2 separate regions of the Rattus norvegicus genome follow, and region 1 is linked to region 2. The links are chromatin contacts, called in public Hi-C maps. All regions are on one chromosome and are shown on one strand. The core of a region is the stretch at or near the end of the contact, and the rest is flanking DNA. Distances in the headings are between cores, read along the strand shown. Region 1 overlaps Rptor (regulatory associated protein of MTOR, complex 1). Region 2 has its middle 26 kb from the start of Endov.

Region 1 (5,853 bases), core at 3,301-5,800, 220 kb after region 2:
AGCGTGGTGGACAGAGGAAAGGTGGACGGAGCAGGTGAGGCCTGAAGTGTGGCCAAGGTGAATCAACAGGCAGGGGCTTGGTGTCACCTGCTGGCCCTGGGCTGTGGGTGTGCACTTTTGAGAAATGGGACAAGTGGTGTTGGGTCCCCAGCATGTGGTGACTAGGCCTGAAGAAAGTGTGAAATTTAGGAGCCAGAACAAGGTCCCCAGAGGCGCCAGGGGTCTTTGGAACATCAGTAAAGGTAGGCCCTGTTGTAAGTACATTTAGCTCTATGAAAAGAAAGGCCTGAACTTATGGAAGAAGCCTCAGCAGGTGCCAGCACACTAGCATCCTAGAGCTGTGAGAGAGAACGTCCATTTCCTTATCAATTACCCTATTGGTGACATTCTGTCATAGCAGTAGAGGAGAAGGAGAAACAGGAGGAAAAGTGTGGAGGAAGCAAAGGAAGGCCACCCAGCAACCCAGGGAGATGCAGTTCCTGTCAGCCTGGAGTGTGGGCCTTTGGCAGGGAAAGGGAGGAATCTTTGGAAAAGCTGTCTTGTTGACTGTGTCCCAATACTCAGTTCTGCTCAAGAAGCTGCCTCTCAGCCTGGTTTCTCTTCAGTACTTCAGGAGTTGGCCAGGAACTGGTCTCTGCTGCAGAACCTGTGCACCCCTGCTCTCTGAGGATGCCTTGGCCGTTATCTCCCTCCCACAGTTGTTCCCTGGATGCTCACAGGCAGCAGTAGGAGAGGATGGGCCAGAAGTGTTGGCATCATGAAGTGGTACTTGTAAGCCAGACATGGCTTTCAGTCACATCCACAGTGTGGTCACAAGTGAACTTCAGTGCCTTAGAGTCCTTAAGGCTGAGGGCTGACGTTTTGTTGTTGTTGTTTCTGCTTCTGCTTGACTTTCTCATGGTTAAGTAACCATGAGTTCCACAAACAACTTACAGATACTGTTCCCACTGTAGTTTGTGGGTTTGTTGTGTTTTCCATGACGTCGTCACATTCAGGTATGTAGATGCCACTGCTTTCTCTGGTGTGGAGCAGACAGCTGCAGCTTCTTTTGAAAGACAGATCGTATAGGTTTTAAATGTGCATTTGTTGGAAAAATTTACTTGTGACTTTCATAACTGCATTATTCACACTGACATCGTCGTTTGTTGAAATTGTTACCTTGGGAATACAGGATAGTCCACGACAAAAGCCTTCATTTCATGATGAACTTGACCCTTTCTTTTTAGAATTTCTAGCATCTTGCATTTGCTTATAGTAGTTGAAGGCCATCAGGAAAAATTCTGTTTCTTTAGAGAAAGCCTGGAAACTTCAGGCTTTTTCTTTTCTTTATAAAGAAATTCCTTGGTGCTGAAAGGTATAGTTAACTTTCACCCACATTTTAAACTTTTTAAAAAAATGTTTCAAGAGCCACAAACTCAGCATTTGAAAAACAGTTGCTGCAGCATTGTTCTGATTGCATGAGAAGGGATCTAGGGACTGGGGAGACACTGTGACTAAGCTACCCCATGGCCTTTCCTTGTTCCCCCAGCAGACCTCAGTTTCCCCACTTCTTCCCGCACTCTGGTCTGAAGCTGTGTCCTTTCCTACTCATTTGGGCTTCGCGTTCACATACACAGGTTTAGCCGGCAACCTCATCTCCCTGGGCCCTCCCTCCCCTCACTGCTGGTCCTTCCTGCTGGGTGTTCTGGTCGTGTGCAGCCTTTGCAGGTGCTGTGGTCTGTGTTCGTCACACCTGATTGTATCACTGTATATGTCTTAGATAGCTTGTATATATCACTGTATATGTCTTAGATAGCTTGTATATGTCTTAGATAGCTTGTATATGTCTTAGATAGCTTGTATATGTCACTGTATATGTCTTAGATACTTGTATATGTCTTAGATAGCTTGTATATATCACTGTATATGTCTTAGATAGCTTGTATATGTCTTAGATAGCTTGTATATATCACTGTATATGTCTTAGATGCTTGTATATGTCTTAGATAGCTTGTATATATCACTGTATATGTCTTAGATAGCTTGTATATGTCTTAGATAGCTTGTATATGTCACTGTATATGTCTTAGATGCTTGCTTTCTCCATTCTTTCTGAGGGCCCTGAGCTGAGCCTCAGGTACCAAGTACTTGGGTATGTATTAGCCAGTGTATAGGAACAATACTGTAATGAGGTGCTTTAAATATTTAATTGTACAGACTGATTTCACATGGGTTCATTATAACATTTATTGTTCTTGGAATTTCTGGGTATGTGGTTAGAAACACATTCTAATTCTTCGGTTCTATGAGAGCCATGGCAGCTACGTACCCCAGCTGTGTTTCATGTAGAGCATATACTTACATGGCACAGTGCATAGGAAAAGGTAACCTGACCCTCAGGAGTTACTGTCCTAGCTTTGTCTCTGTGGCAGGTGCCTCAGACGATCTGCTTGCTTGTTTGGGGCAGAACAGTCCAGCATAGCAGGACCACTGATAGAAGAGACCCATGACCTCATGCCCAGGAGTGAGGGAAAGAGGTCAGGACCACTCTCCCACTGACCAAAGACCAAGGAGCAGGCGTTTAGCATGTAGGCCTCTGGCGAGGGAACAGTCTAGATCCAAACTCTATTAGTTTGAACATGGTAAACCTGTGAACTTGCTCTCCTCCCTCCCTCCCTCCCTCCCTCCCTCCCTCCCTCCCTCCCTCCCTCCCCCGTGTGTGTGTGTGTGTGTGTGTGTGTGTGTGTGTGTGTGTGTGTGTGTGTGTTCCTGAGCAAGCTGTCTCCGGAACCACAGTTCTCATTGTCCCCCTTTTAGAAAATTACTTTGTCATGGACAGAGTCTTGCATTACACAGGCTTGTCTCAAATCCACCATCCCTGCTTTTCTCTCAAGTCCCAGAGTTACAGTGAAGGGTGCCCCACCTCACTAATTACAGTGAAGATGTGACTCAAGCTCAGTCAGGGACAGATAAGCAAGGCTCAGTTGGGGCGAGGCTGGTTTGAGCCCTCAGCTGAAGGCTCACACAGTGAGCAGACTGAATGCTGTGTGCTTTTTTGTCACGTTTAGGGGAGAAGCCTCTGCTACCTTGTATCTGGGGAGCATCATTCTGGCTGCTGTAGAGCCCAGCTCTGACAGCATGGTGCTCATTTGAAAGATGTAAAGAAGTTTCCATAATTCTGCCGTCCCTTTCAAGGCATTACACAGCCTTGGGAAATACAAGTGGTGCTCAGGACCTGCTGGGAATTGGGCAGTGAGTTGGTCCTTATCTGAGGTAGGTGAAGGTCACTCACGTGTGACATGAGCTGAGTAAATTCCCTGAAAGTTCAGGGAGGAGGGGACTGCCCAGAGACAGAAGCCCTATCCTAGGCCACGGTATGGCAGAGTGCAGTCTGATATCAAGTCAACACAGAGGGACCAGGGCCCCATGCTTTCACTTATGTGTCGGAGCTAAAAGATTGACCTGGAAGAAGTAGAAAGAAGTGTGATCGCTAGAGCATGGCCTGGGGTGGGGGATGGGAGGAGCTGGAGCCTGTCGCATAACTAGCAGAGAGGGCTTCAATGTTCCTGACATAAGGAGAGGCATTTTCTATGGTGACACACGAGACAGTTTAGAGACTAACAACTACACACCACATACATGCTGCACTCCGCCCCACGAGCACACGCATACTTGTTGGTTAAAATTATATTGTAAAAGGAAAATTTAAAAAGTACCTTGCAGGGGTGGGCAAGCCAATCAGTGGTGAGTGCGCTGTGCCCGCCTGTGAGAGCCTGAGTTGGATCCTTGGGTCTGACTCGGCAGGCAAGAACTGATGCCCAAAGGTTGTTTGGGCTGATGGTGCTCACTGTGCCTAGTGGTGCTACCTCATGGCTTGGCCACTTGCTGCTTCAGACTCTTTTTGGTCATCAGTAGATACCCCAGAGACACTTTGAAGCCTTGTACAAGTTGCATGTCCTTAACTTGGTCCTCTTCTGCACCCCAGTAGGGACACCACTGGCTTCTCTTCAAGCTGTTAGGTGGACTCATCGGCTTTTCATTTCCCTTACAGTTGGTTAGTAGTGGCTCACACTTTGTTTAGTGTTTGTGTTATGGTCTAATAATAGGATTTTTCTATTACAAATTTTATTCCATCATGGGCCCCCAGTATCAAGATGAATTTAGTATCTGATAAGGCCTGTCATCACGTCATATTGTGCTGTGTCCATTGTGTCATCATCCTTGTCCTCCTCTCCCCTTTCTCCCCCGCTCCCCTTCACACTATACCACAGGTCTCTCCTTGATTGTGTCCACCATTCTTTGAGCCTTCTTTGCAGTTCTTTAAGAGACTGCGAGTTCCTACAGTATTCCCTCTGGAATCAGCTCTGATGTGAGACATTTCCACACAGGTGCTAGGTCCACCCCAGAACCTTACTTATTAACAAAGATGTGAGCTCTTGGCATGTTTATCATCTTTGTGGTGGGTACAGTTGGGCACAGTTTTGCAAGGGCTAACCTGTGCTACATGGGTCCGTATCTGTGCATTTGTATGTTGTTGAAAATCCAAACTTTATGAGCAAGTGGAAAGGGAGAGACTTGGGGCCAGACTAGGGCTGAAGTTATTAAGATTTCAGATTTCTGTGGATGTTCTTGAATAGGCTAAATTCTTCATACTGTAGTGAATCTTACAGCAGATAAAAGGAAGGTGGGGTTGCAGGAAGCTGTTAGGTGATAGGTGATGCTTGAGGAGACAGATGGCGGAGGAATGCTTTCTGTGTCAGGAGGCAATTCTGCTTGTAGATACGTCAGAGACGGGGGAGGACAGTCTGTTCATTGGTGGATGAATCATAACAAAGGGGATGATGTAGGAAAATCGCATGTGCTGAGAGCAAGAGTCCTTGACTTGGCAATCCCAAGGAACCCTGCTTTCTCAGAAACGTGGGAGCTGAGGAAAGAAGGAAGAGAGGGAATGAAGAAAACGGGCTGCCTTACCGCTTGTGGCATGTGAATCAGCTGCTGTTCGAGCTTATTTCTGGGTGAGGAAGCAGGCCGAGTCCCCAGAGGCACAGGAGGCAGAACACACCAGCATCCCCCACCCCATTATAACTGCTTCTGACATCATCATACTGGGTGTTGAGAGAAACACCACCACAGCGTGTTTACCAGGTGTTACAGAGATCAGTTGGTAGCAATCATGATGGTATTTCTGTGAGTTTAATGCAATGGCCAAACCTGGGAGAGGCTACCTAGAGCCCCACGTCATCCTCTGCCTACCCACTGTCCACAGACACACCTGGGAGAAGTTTGAGAAGTGTGATGTGGTGGGATGTACGGGCTTCAACAGCCATCTCAGGCATTTGTGGGCGTCTCTGGGGTCAACACTCTTTAGAGGCATGATGGCACGCCTTTGCTGCATGTCAAAGCCACTGTTACGTGTGTCCCTTTTGCCTGTCCCGGGTGCACCAATGGAGGTGCCACTGTGCTGTCCTGACTGTCCCATTTAGTCCATGTACTTCACCAAGCTAGATCTCTCACCATTCACTCCCATGCAGTTCTGCTGGCCCTCCTGGGGTGGCCAGTTGGTCCTCTGTGCCTTGCTGTCTGCTCATTGCTGTGGCAGTGCCAGGCACAGGAGGTGTTTGGCATTGCCATTGCTCCATAGCAGATCAGAGCCTAGCTTCACTCTTCCCAGAAGTCTTACAGTGGTACAGTGCATATGCTCCTGGGGTCCGGCCCTTCCAAAGGTTGACCTGCCCTTTTGGGAGGTAGTCTCTGCACTGCTGTGGGCTGAGCTTTTTCCTGCTATAGCTGCTGTTATAGTTGACACAGTGTGCAGTGACAGTCTGATAAAGCAAGTGGTCTTTCCCTCTTGTGTTTAATAGAATCTGTCAGAGA
Region 2 (5,983 bases), core at 151-2,650:
TTTTGGGGAAGGAGGACTTGTCACTAGAAGACAAGACTGTTTCAGAAAGTGGGTACCTGTGTGAGGACACAAAGGCCAGTACCTGATGTGAAGAGACTGAGCCTTGGTACCTCATGCAGCTTGGTCTCTGAGGCCTTAGGAAAACGCCATTCTACCTCCCAGACATCCTCATCCTCCACTGACAAGGAACAGTATGATTAAGGCTCCATTATTAACTTGCCAATCTTATTTCTGGGGCACAGCCGCTAACAGCTTAGGGGACCCACTTGGCATATAACGAGGTCTCCATGACAAATTACTTGGCTATCAATTAACTATCTGGGGAAATGTCAGGCAGGATCCGTCATGCTGGCAGGGGAGAGAGAGCCAATTAACCTGGAGCAGTCAATCCAATCCATGCCCAGCCTCCAGCAGGGCTGGAAATGAGGTGACAGAGCCTGCAGGGGCCCAGAGTGGGCAGAGCCTTCCTACCACCCCAGACGGACACAGGCTCTGTCCTCTCATTCATAACATGGTCACTGGTCATCTGCCTGAAAAGGTCTCGGCTGAGGGGACCAATGGTTGGGTCAGACCATTGCTGGGGAGGGATAACTGCACCACCAGTGTCTGTTGCATGACTGCAGGAAGCCAAGGGGTGACAACATCCTCAAGGTAAAGGGAACAAGCGATAGGGCTGTGAGATAAAGGGGTGGACGGACCCCAGAAACAGTGCTTGGGACAGAGAAGCAGAGAGCAGCCCGGATACTGCCTAAGGACAGGCTGCAGCACACTCGTCACATGGGACCATTGGTAACACACTGGCAGCTACCAGCAGAATCCTAGCTCTGCTTCTGGCAACCTGCAAGGCTCTGGGGTGGTCTCTGAATCTTTCTGGGGCTGTTTTTCCCCAGCCGTGATATTGGGAGGAATGAAACCCACTGAAGCTCTAGCTAAATTTGATTCCCTCCCTCGCTTTGGAGGTGCAGGCTTGACCCTGACTCCTGAAGGCCAGGGCAGGAGTCCTGGGAGGAGGAGATAGTCCTCCCAGATGAAGTGCACTAGCCCTTCAGCTGGCGTTATAAGCCACAAAGATGGAGGACTCTGGTGTCTCTGGACCTTTGGAGATTTGACTTTGCTTTTAGAAAGGCCCTCTGCGTTCTGGGGGGGGTGCCCACTCAGAACACTGCCCAGCCCCTGACACACCACACCCTGTGGCTTTGTCCCTGCTGGCCAGCCACTTTGTCCCGTCCACTCAGCAACCAGTGATTGGCAGCTGTCACTTCCCAGCCCCCAAGCCTCATGCCTATTCACGACACTGACATATGGCACCTCCGTGGGGGGCTGGAGGGAGCTGCTAGTTGAGAGAGTGCAGCGTGTCCCCATTCGAGCCCTGCTGAAGCAAAACAAATGCAAGATGCGAGGGGAGCAGAGGCGGCCTGGAGGCGTGAGTGCGCCTGCCTGCCTGCCTGTACGCCTGTGTCTGCACACTCGCCCTGCAGGGACGCTGAGAGGAGGACACAGGGTGAGCCCAGTGGAGAGGCTGCAAGGACTGGGCCTTCAGAGCCTCCCAGTGTCTCTACTGTGGGGTCCTGAGGAGTCAGGCTGTCTGTCCACTGCACCCCTCCACCCCCACCCCCAGGCAGGCTACAGTCCACGGGAGCATGCCAGAGATCTGCAGATCTTTGGGAATGTTCTTTTTGTGGTCATCACAATTCTAGCACCAATCCAGAGGGCTTCAGGCTCAACCAGTGTCTTGTCATCTTTTCGTTGTGTACTGGGATAGGGTCTCCCCCTGTAGCCCATGGCTGGGAACTCCTGCCCCAGCTCCCAATTACAGGTGTGGACCACCATACTCTGGAGATGCCATGGCCCACGAAGGTCCTGTCTCACACCTGGCCCACCTTCCATTACCCTGCTCCTGAGGCTGAAGAAGTGGGTTTGGCTTTCAGGAATCCTTGGCAGGGATGAGCCTAAGGGCTCTTTTCCCAGTCTGGGCCTGGAAACCAACTTGATACGTGTGCCCTGGAAATGCCAGTGTGTCCAGGAGCTGTGGCCCTGGAGGTTTAGAACAGTCTCCCAACCTTGCACTGTCACCTGTCCCCACTGGGGAGAGGGAAAAGACTGGAGATCGGGAGAGATAACACCACACTGTGGGCCTACCTCGGGGAGATACCTCCAAGTCGTGGGTGGGCCTGCCTCTGGGAGTTGAAGAGCTTCAGAGTGCTGCCTGTCAACCCCCTTCCCCAACTGGGAGGGGATTGAAACCCTCCAGACACTCCCGCCTCCAGCTGTCTGAGTGTCCTGACCTGCCAGGGAGCTCACTGTGGAAGAGCTTCCCTGACCCAGCAGTGTTGGGGCAGCCACAGCCCCTGCCCTGATGGGACAGGCTCAGGTTGACTGGGCACTGGGCCGACTATGTTTCAGGCACCGCTGTGCATTGAGGCATCTGCTGCCACCATCTCCGGGCAGATGGCTGCCACTGAGCTAAGTGTGTGCGGGGGAAGGGGTGCCATAGGAACCCCTTCCCGCAGGGAGCTTGGGGGCGGGAGAGGCAGGCACCCGCTAGAGCAAGCTAGGAGCAGACCACATCCAAAGGAGAGGCTGGGACCACGTGGACTCTGAGAGGGGCAAAGCCAATGGGTTTGTGAAGTCCTTGCCCATCTTCGGAAGAGAGGTGGGGTATCTCACAGAGCAGGGTTGACCTGTCCCATCAAACCTGGCGGGGTGGTCTTGGGCAACTCTTTTCTTCCAGGTTCCCGAAGCCTGACAGAAAACCATCTCCAGACATCTGCCAACTCCCAAACTTGAAGCTTCAGTAGGATGAGGGTGTCACCAGCACACAGACACTTGTCTGTTAGGGGGCGGTACAGTGAAGACACGTTAGCATACCCTACCAGGCTCACCCAAGGCTTTCTGAGGCTGGTCTTTGTGCTGTGTTAGTTGAGGTCACGGTGCCAGGCAAGGCTCTTTACCAACAGTCCCTACCCACACTGGTAGCAGCTGGAACCTCAGGGGCGAGGGTCTGCCCAGTCTTCTGGCCAGGATACTAGCTGAGGTCAGAGATCCACTCCTATCCCGACTATCCCCAAAGCAAAGCCTTCTGCACTCAGGACTTACAGAGGAAGAGCCAGGAACCCCAGTTCTCAAGGAAGAGATAAACAGAATCCATGCTGGAAAAAACAGAACCACATCCTGGTCCTCCAGGGACATTAGGAGGAACTGTGTGAAAGTCATCAAGGAAAGAGCAGGGCCCCAGCCAGCAAGAAGTCTTGCAGGTCCATCAGGTACCCCAGGTTCTAAGGTCTGTAGTCAGAACTCATAAGTCTGATGCGGCTCTCTTTGTTCCTCCAACCACCTTGTGATGGTTTATGGCTGTTGCCTCCTAAGACAGGGCTGAGGCAAGGCTCAGGAGGTCTGGGTGGCACCTGAGTCAGAGCTTCCCTTTGCAAGGCGGGGGCGGGGGAAGCTGGTCTGCCCCATGCCATCCCTAGCGTGTGGACCTATGAAGACTGCATTCTACAGAGATGCTGACTGGTGCCTCAGAAGTCCAGGGAGGGCAGGATGTGGGTCTCCCCTTCTTCCCCTTCTTCCCCTTCCCTCTACACCTAAGGTGGCTGCTCCTAGCTGGCCACGTACTCTCCAGCTCTTACCAAATGCCTCCTGCTGCCATGACTCAGCCCGGCTGTTACTCAGCCTCCCTTTTGCTGGCAGCGCCTTTTGTTTTTTGAATTTTAGTTTGTTTTGGTTTTTTTTTTTCAAAGTGTTAATACTGGCACTGAGCCAAGGCAGGGTGTCTCTCAGCGCTGGCCTCTACCTACGAGTGATCAGGAGTGGCTCTCCTGGTCATGATGGCTAAAGGTGGGCCATGATCAAACCCTAGGTCTAATCACCTGGGCACTGGAGACTTAGCCACCTCCAGAGAAAATTCAGGACCCGCCTCTGTCCCATTGTGGATTCGGCCAGATTCTACAGTTACTGGGACCTCCATCCATCCAAAGCCATCTTTCCTAGCTACCCCATGACCCAAGGAACCAACATGCCCTTGATATCATAGAGCATAGAGAATATAGAGCAGAGATCAGAGGCTCTCTTGGTAAAGGAAAGGCCCCGAGTCCCAGCTTTCAAAGGGCAAGCAGAATACAATGTGTCCTGGAGAGGTGTCACTGCTCATGGCTGCCCTGGAAGGCTAATGAAGGTACCTGGCCTGAGGTTCCTCTGTGCTTAGGAGGCACCATGCCAGGCAAGGTGGGCCTAATAGGGACGATTCTGTCCCAGGACTGAGCCCATATAGCAGGATGGACAGATGAGGAATGAGGTGCTTGAGTTTGAGACCCAGACTAATCTTCTCTTGTCTTGAAGTGGGATTGGCATCTCCTTTAAGGGTGACAGCCAACAAGTAAGACAGCCAACAGCAAGACATACACAGACATCACATTTCAGTTTCCACTCCAAATCTGGAAGGTTCACCAGGGAGAGCATTTGTGTTTAGAGAGGAGGGATCAACTTGAACCCAAGGGGACTTGGAGAGGAGAAGGGATTTGCAATGGACATCTAGGGACTCAATGGTGCTCTTGTGGCCTCAGAGAACAGCCTGATGGCAGGAGGGATGGAAGATGTCCGCCTCCTCGATGTCAGACACAGAGAGGGTTAGGGCCCTGGTGAATGGTGCCTTCATGGTACTTCATGGGGGAGGAATAACCACAAAGTGACAAGGGGTTCAGATAACCAAGTAAGAGAGTTCCACAGCAGAATAGGCCAGCTCTGCCCAGCCCAAACCTTTCTTCCCACCTGCAGTGTCTTCTTAGCCCCTCCTTCCTCTCCTGCTCTGTGCCCATGTCTCATGCAAGGGGCCGGATGACGGATGCCTCAGAAAGATGAGTCTGCCTAGGACTGGGACTGTATATAGCAAGAGTTCACAGATGCCACCAACTTGCATGCCTCAAATACATGTTTCCCATCCATGGGCATGGGCCCAATGTTTCACATTTGCTGTCCTTAAAAGCCAAGGAACTCTACCCCATTGCTTCAGTGATGGTCTGATAGGTGGGGAGCGGAGTGGTGGGGCTGAGTCAGCAACTACCACTGTAGTTGTTGGGGAGTAGGGGGAGAAGGGTCCCCACATGTGCCTACCGAGAGAAGGCGAGACCTTTCGCCACCAACAAGGTAGCTGCCACCTTCTCAAAGAGGAGAAACGATGTCAGATGTGATGCATACACCTTTAATCCAAGAGGGGGAAAGAGACTTACGAGAAACACAGAGGCCCTGAGAAGGAAGGAAGAGGCTGTGGTGGGACAGATACTCATGAGCCAAGGATGCTTATGGCCACCAGCACCCCAGAAGCTAAAGCAAGGTCGGAGGTGAGCTCTGAAGGATTTATTCCATTCGGCATCTTTATTTTGGACTTTCTGGTCCCCAGAGATGCAAAGGAATCATTTCCTCAGGCACATATTGCCTTCCCTTCTCTCTTCTCTCAGGCCAGAGCTGCCAACAAGGTCTGGGAAGCTGAGCATGGAACACGGCAGTGGTCAAAGCAGACAGGTGCAGGTCTGAATCCACAACGCTCCAACTGGGTGTTTGGTCCTTCTTGTGTCCCCATGGTAGAGTCCTCCTGACATGTAAACTTATAAATACCTGCTCCAAATTTCCAACTCAGCCCATCTTTGCAGTCTCCCATAAATCCAGAAGGTCACTAAGGATTTCGGCTGAAAAGTCCTTCACCAGTAAAAGAAACAGCAACTACCTTCCTCTTTATGGGATCCCACCTTTCTCAGGTGGGATGGAGAACTCTCGTTCATCGGCTCCCTTGCAGCTATAGTACCAGCAGTTGCACCACTATCCAGTTCCCTGCCTCTCGGAGGTAATCCTTGTTCACTGACTCCCTTGCAGCTATAGTACCAGTAGTTGCACCACTATCTCCAGTTCCTTGCCTCTCAGAAGTAATCATTACCACAGCAAGAGAGAGCTGAGGACCATGGCTTTCAAGAGAACAGATGTAGGCTGCTGG

What was found. A called contact is a pair of places that touch in the nucleus more often than the background predicts.
Region 1: a contact with region 2 is called in a Hi-C map of frontal cortex, with 1.6 times the contacts expected there. The contact joins two enhancer-like sites.

The regions. Positions count from the first base shown.
Region 1 is chr10:105,501,646-105,507,498 of GRCr8, forward strand. All of the region lies in intron 4 of Rptor (regulatory associated protein of MTOR, complex 1), which reads left to right. Among named protein-coding and RNA genes, the nearest start is that of Rptor, 130 kb to the left of the region's middle. Within about 2 kb of position 4,551, at least 24 of the 93 cell types and tissues checked have an H3K27ac peak or open chromatin away from gene starts, as enhancers often do.
Region 2 is chr10:105,281,936-105,287,918 of GRCr8, forward strand. No RefSeq gene overlaps it. Among named protein-coding and RNA genes, the nearest start is that of Endov, 26 kb to the left of the region's middle. Within about 2 kb of position 1,401, at least 16 of the 93 cell types and tissues checked have an H3K27ac peak or open chromatin away from gene starts, as enhancers often do.